Regions from separate parts of the Sus scrofa genome. Here region 2 is linked to region 1. A link is a contact called in public promoter capture Hi-C data. All regions are on one chromosome and are shown on one strand. Each heading gives the region's core, a stretch centred on a gene start, on an enhancer-like site or on the middle of the called end of the contact. The rest is flanking DNA. Distances are from core to core; before and after follow the strand shown.

Region 1 (2,839 bases), core at 51-2,550:
TAGGTCACAGGTGTGGCTTGGATGCTGTGTTGCTGTGGCTGTGGTGTAGGCCAGCAGCTGCAGCTCTGATCTGACCCCTAGTCTGGGAACTTCCATATGTTGCAGGTGCAGCCCTAAAAAAAAAAAATACACACACACACACACACACACACACGCGCACACACACACATATACATATATAGTGTATGTAACATTGTTTTTACATGATAATTTAGAACATAGGGTATTTGGTAAAAATTGCAATATTGATAAAAACTATTGGTAGTAGACTGATTTGGTCATCTTTTAAAATTGTTTGTAGAAATTGTCCAGTTAGTAAAACAGGATGTGGAATTTCTGAAATGGAGCAAGTTAAATAATTCAAGTGGAAAGATGTTATTTCCTTCTAATGTCTAATCATAAATATTGTTGGCTGTAAATATCTCTAGCAAAATTACGTGTTACTGGGAGGGAGAAAAATAGGAGGATAGTTCTCTTTAGCTAATTGAAATAGTGGAATTATTTAAACTTTGAAAAGTAGATTAGTGCCCAGGAATATTTTTTAAATGGAAAGGGAAAGAAGTCTTCACTTACCTGAAGTTCTTTCCCAGACCCAAATTACTGTTAAAACTAGTAAAGCAGGAGTTGGCAAGCTTTTCCTTAGAGGTCCAGATAGTAAATATTTTAGGTTTGCAGGCCCTAAGGTCTCTGTGGACTACTCAGCCAGAACATTGTAGTTTGCCAGTGCCTTCTCTAAAGAGTAATTTACATATGCCCTTCAAAGCATTGTGGTTTCACCATTTTCCTCTTTTAAGTGTACATTGAACCTGGTGTGTCAAAGGCCCTTTGAAAATAGTGAGACCATAGAGCTAACAGGGTGGTATCAGGTACAGACTTTGCAGGCGCACTGTGACCTTTTGGACCCTGCCCTTCCTGCTTTCTGAGCTGTGTGACGTAAGATAAGTTCCTTATCTTCTCTGACTTTCTGGTTTCCTTTTTAGTAAAATGGGGAACCGTCTGTTAAAAGGTTGTTGTGGGAATTAGGTAAAGCCCTTTAGCACAAGATCTGGCACATAATAAAACTAAATAAATGTTAATATATATGAAGATGACAACGATCATTACCGTCTTACACTTTGAATTATTGCATGAATTAACAGTATGTTAACATCATTTAATTAATTTCCTCCCCTTAATTTCTATGCAGTCTCTTCGGGAGCTTATTTACAGAATAAACATTTTTTTAAGAAGCTCAATTTGGATTTTATGCTATCAACTTTGCATTGTTAGGTAAAAGATTGTCACTCACTTCAAGCAACAAACATGTGCCAAGCCTTATCTTAGGTGCTGGCTGTAACACATCTAATGTCTCAGGCCTTATTCTATGTGCTAGGTATAAAAACAAACAAGCTATGGGCCCTGCTCTGCTATTAGTTTTTAGCATATTGTTGAAAATAACAGTATTTTAAGTGTATTGATATGAACGAGTCATAGTTTCAAGATTTTAAAAAATCTTTTCTATCAAACTCATCAACTTAGAGGTATTTGCAGCACTTTCAGTTGCCTTTTTTTTTGGTCTTTTTTTTTTAGGGCCACACTCACAGCATGTGGAGGTTCCCAGGTTAGGGGTCGAATCGGAGCTTTAGCTGCTGGCCTACGCCACAGCCACAGCAAGATGGGATCCCAGCTGCCTCTGCGACCTACACCACTGCAACACCCACTGAGTGAGGCCAGGGATCAAACCTGTATCCTCGTGGATGCTAGTCAGATTTGTTTCTTCTGAGTCACGACAGGAACTCTGTCAGTTGCTATTTTGGTTTCTGGAGTTATCACTGATGTTTTTAATCTGATACTATATTTTTTAAAAAACTGAGAACATTGTGAAATACGGGACCATGAGAGCAGCAGTGTCAAATTGACAGTAACCAGGAGCAGTTTAGAGAGTATACATACCATCCCTGTTGTTTATAATAACTATTTTTGTTATAGATCATAATTATTACATTTTGAATGCAATACATATCATTTCAAAAGAATTATGTGCTATTTCTTGAGAGAAAAATGTCTGAACTTGGGAAAATATTTATCAAGTAAAATTATTTTGTTCATTTAAGGAGTGTTATCTTGCATTCTTTAGGCACATACATTTCTTCCCCCTCCTTACAACGCATGACCTTAGCTTTAGAAGCTAGCCCATCAGTGTTTAGATTGAGATTTGACGCCTAAAATTGGATAAAGGTAACCTTTTTTAGTTGTGTATTAGGGTGTAAATAGCTTTTTCTGTGTCTAATTCTTGTTTTCTTCCTACTTTTTTCAGGAGGTAACAGTTAATTTCAACTATCTTCACATAACTGCTTCAGTAACAGACATGGAAGGAAAGTGAGGTGTCACTAGAAAGAGGCTGCTTTTCTTATAATATAATAGATATTAGAGTATTGACCATATGATTTGTATATACATATAAGCAGTTGGTTAGGGAGGGGTGTTTATGCTCTAAATAAAAAACAATCCTTTGCCTGATAGACCAGCACAGTTAAGAAATGTGAAATATTTTCTTACTGCTTTGGCATTTTATAAATACTACTGATACTATGATAATTAAAGTATAGGTACACTCATGTGTAAGCCAACATGGGAAACCTTCTTTAAAAGGCAGTTGTTTTGAGAAATCTAAACACTTGAATGATTAGAAGAAGTGATCATGATAAATTACCAAATGAATAAAAATAAGATGGGTTACTTTTCTTTTTGCTTGGTGAAAGGCAATGATACAAAAAAAGGAGGCGCAAAGGACATAAAAATTATGGAAATGATGAGAGTAGTGATGAGGGGCATTGCATTTCTTTGATAGATTTATCAA
Region 2 (2,790 bases), core at 73-2,572, 1.0 Mb after region 1:
AAACTGAAGGTTAGAAGGTTAGGCGGTTTGTCCAAGACCAAGGAATCAACAAAAACCGGAACTAAGGATGAGAATTCATTATCGAATTTCCCATTACTTTTTAAATGGTACATTAACAAGTTGCTTCAAAATCAATTAAAATTATCCGTAATCTAAAATCGAGGAGTTCCCGGCATGGGTAAGAGGTAATGAACCTGACTAGTGTCCACGAAGATGTGGATCGTTCCCTGGCTTTGCTCAGGGGGTTAAGGATGCAGCGATGCCATGAGCTGTGCTGTAGGTCACAGATGGGGCTTGGATCCTGGCAGCTGCAGCTCTGATTGAACCCCTAGCCTGGGCACCTCCATATGCTGCAGGTGCAGCCCTAAAAAGCAAAAAAATAAAACAAGCAAAAATAAATAAACTCCAGAGTAACTCTGACTCTCTCATAAATATGCTAAAATCCAGAGCATATTGATGAGCTCTGTATGCTGTTTACTCTGCAGATTACAGATGGAAGTTAGTGTGATGTGCACGTGGATAATTAGGGGCATTTTTGACTCCCCAAAGATTCTTACTGAGAACTTAGCGAGTTCTCAAATAAGTGGGAGAATGAATGCCAAGATGACGAACACAAGTCAAGCTTCATCCCGTTTTCAAGGATCCCCAAAGTATGATCGTTCCCAGGCCCAGGGAACTATTAAGCCCGCCAAATTTTGAAGATAGATCGTTCATCTATGAGTGAAGCCCCTAGGGAATAAAAGGGGCGAAGCAGTTATTTTGTACTTCTGGCACCAACCAGCAGCTCTTGCAGGGTCAATTCTTTGAACAAATGAATACAAAAAGCAGTTTTTGCGACTTTTCTGTGCAGGCTTCCAAAGTTTACAGGGCAAAAACCAAACTCTTACCCTGGCATTCAAGATCTCACTCCAACCTCATCACACTAGACGCCACCTCTGGTGCCTAGCTACTACGGCCTGGTCGACTCTAAGGGACTTGAGTATTTGCGCATTTTGGTAGCCGCTGGGGCAGAGGGGGGCGTTTACCTGAAGTTACCGGAGGACGACAGTACTCATCCTTCAAAACAGTACTTTGGCGTTTCCTCTGGAAAATTACACTGTGACCTCTGACCCCAAGCTTCGCAGGGTTCACACTCTCATAACTAGACAGAAAGACTAAAAAAGATGGCAGGGTCCGTCTTACCCAGGCGTCGGTGTGACGATGGCTACGGCTCCGCTGAACTTGCTGACGGATAAGGGCCCGGCCGAGGGACCCAGCATCTGGCGCTCTCCTCCGACCCATTAGAGCGCAGCCGGGACGCCAACCTTCTTTGCCGGACCCACGCCTGGTTTTTTCGGTATTTAGGTGCGCGATCTCCGGAAGTGATGTATGAGCGAGCCCAAGTAATTAAGGCCCGAAGTTGAAGGGAAACATAATAATTTGTCTCAAATTGCCACTTATTTACCACTATGACAGAAAAAAATATAAAGTGGTCTTGGGACTTAAATTTCTATGTATATTCCTACCAATATCTCATATTTTGATACGTTGATTAAATCAAAAGGATGGTACCTTCCAAGTTTGTGCGTCGGTCTTTAGTGTCCGGTGTGAAACTAGGAGACGTGGAAAAAAGCGGCCGTTCATATTCGCGGTACTAGCTCCGCCTCCCGGCTGTTTCGTCAAAGGAGGAGGGGACCCGGGTGAAGGGTCCCCCCGCTGCGCTAGGGGGCGTTGCTTCCTGGCGCTAGATTTCTGTCCGTGTTCTAAGGTGTGGCCTCGCCGCCTTCACGCCCAGCAACTAAATAGCTTTTTGTTTACTTAGCTTTTCTGAACCGCGATTTGGAGAGAAGAGTCCCTGCCCGGATGGGAGTTCAGAATGGAAAGAGCTTGTCAAAGTTGCAAGGAAAGCCAAAGGGATTTGACCTAAATGCTTTTTTCAAGTAACTTTTTAAAAAAGTTTAAAAGTTAAACCTAGAATTGTATTTAAATTTTCCTGTAAATTAATATAAAGTGAAAACTGTGGCTGGGTTCCACTCTTTGCCACCTGACTTTTGTTCCTCATTTTATCGTTAGGTTTCCCTATGATGAGAATATAAAAAGTCCGGTTAGAGATGTGTGGGTGCTGGGCATTTAGTTCCATCCTCATCAATCAAAATTACCTCAATGTTGTGATGCTCAGAGACGAAGAAGCTTGGCAAGCCAGGGAAAATATTCGGGGTCAGGCATCAAACCCAAGTCTCATTATTTTATTCATTCCTGGGGAAAGGGGAGAACGAGGGCTGTTAGCAAGAATTTTAGAGGCCAGTTCTTCTCAAACTTTGATGTGCATGTGAAGCCCCCTTGGGATCTTATTAGTGCCGGTTCTGATTGATAAGGTCTAGGGTGGGGCGGGCACTCTACTCTTTAAGGTGATGCTGATGATGCTGGTCTGGTGGAAGGCCACTCTGAATAGCAAGAGAAGCCCACTTCCTTCTGGTGCAGATGAAAGCCCTGAAGTGGACTGGGTAAAGTCAGTCCCAGCAAGTTTGGGTCAGACAGAGCTGGGACAACATTCTCCCCTCATCTCTGCATCCTTGCTAAGCCCCACTGTATGCTACCCCTCACTAATGACTTCTGCTGAATTGGAGTGAACTCTGAGAAACCCCCAAAGGACTGTCGACAGTTCATGTAGCAGTTGGCAAGGCTTTGGGAAGGCAGTGCTCGCAGGTGAGAGAAGAAATGCATCAAAACATGGTTTCTCCCATTTCCCAACCTAGGAACAGTATATCTTTAAAAAACCTGAATGTAATCTCCACAAGTAAGATACGGAGA

What was found. Promoter capture Hi-C pulls out the DNA fragments that hold promoters and counts their contacts.
Region 2: a contact with region 1 is called in a promoter capture Hi-C map of fetal liver, with 2.6 times the contacts expected there. The contact joins two enhancer-like sites. A contact is called at or near these places in 1 of 5 promoter capture datasets (fetal liver) and 1 of 2 datasets of contacts at active chromatin or transcription factors (alveolar macrophages).

Annotation. Positions count from the first base shown.
Region 1 is chr13:130,641,476-130,644,314 of Sscrofa11.1, forward strand. All of the region lies in intron 5 of OPA1 (dynamin-like 120 kDa protein, mitochondrial), which reads left to right. Among named protein-coding and RNA genes, the nearest start is that of OPA1, 18 kb to the left of the region's middle. Within about 2 kb of position 1,301, at least 21 of the 83 cell types and tissues checked have an H3K27ac peak or open chromatin away from gene starts, as enhancers often do. A contact at or near this core is called in alveolar macrophages and fetal liver, where this site is marked.
Region 2 is chr13:131,647,934-131,650,723 of Sscrofa11.1, forward strand. It overlaps LSG1 (large subunit GTPase 1 homolog), which reads right to left. Exons shown (of 16, transcript XM_021070074.1): 2 at 1,183-2,235. The coding sequence starts at 1,281. Among named protein-coding and RNA genes, the nearest start is that of LSG1, 4.6 kb to the right of the region's middle. Within about 2 kb of position 1,323, at least 79 of the 83 cell types and tissues checked have an H3K27ac peak or open chromatin away from gene starts, as enhancers often do. A contact at or near this core is called in alveolar macrophages and fetal liver, where this site is marked.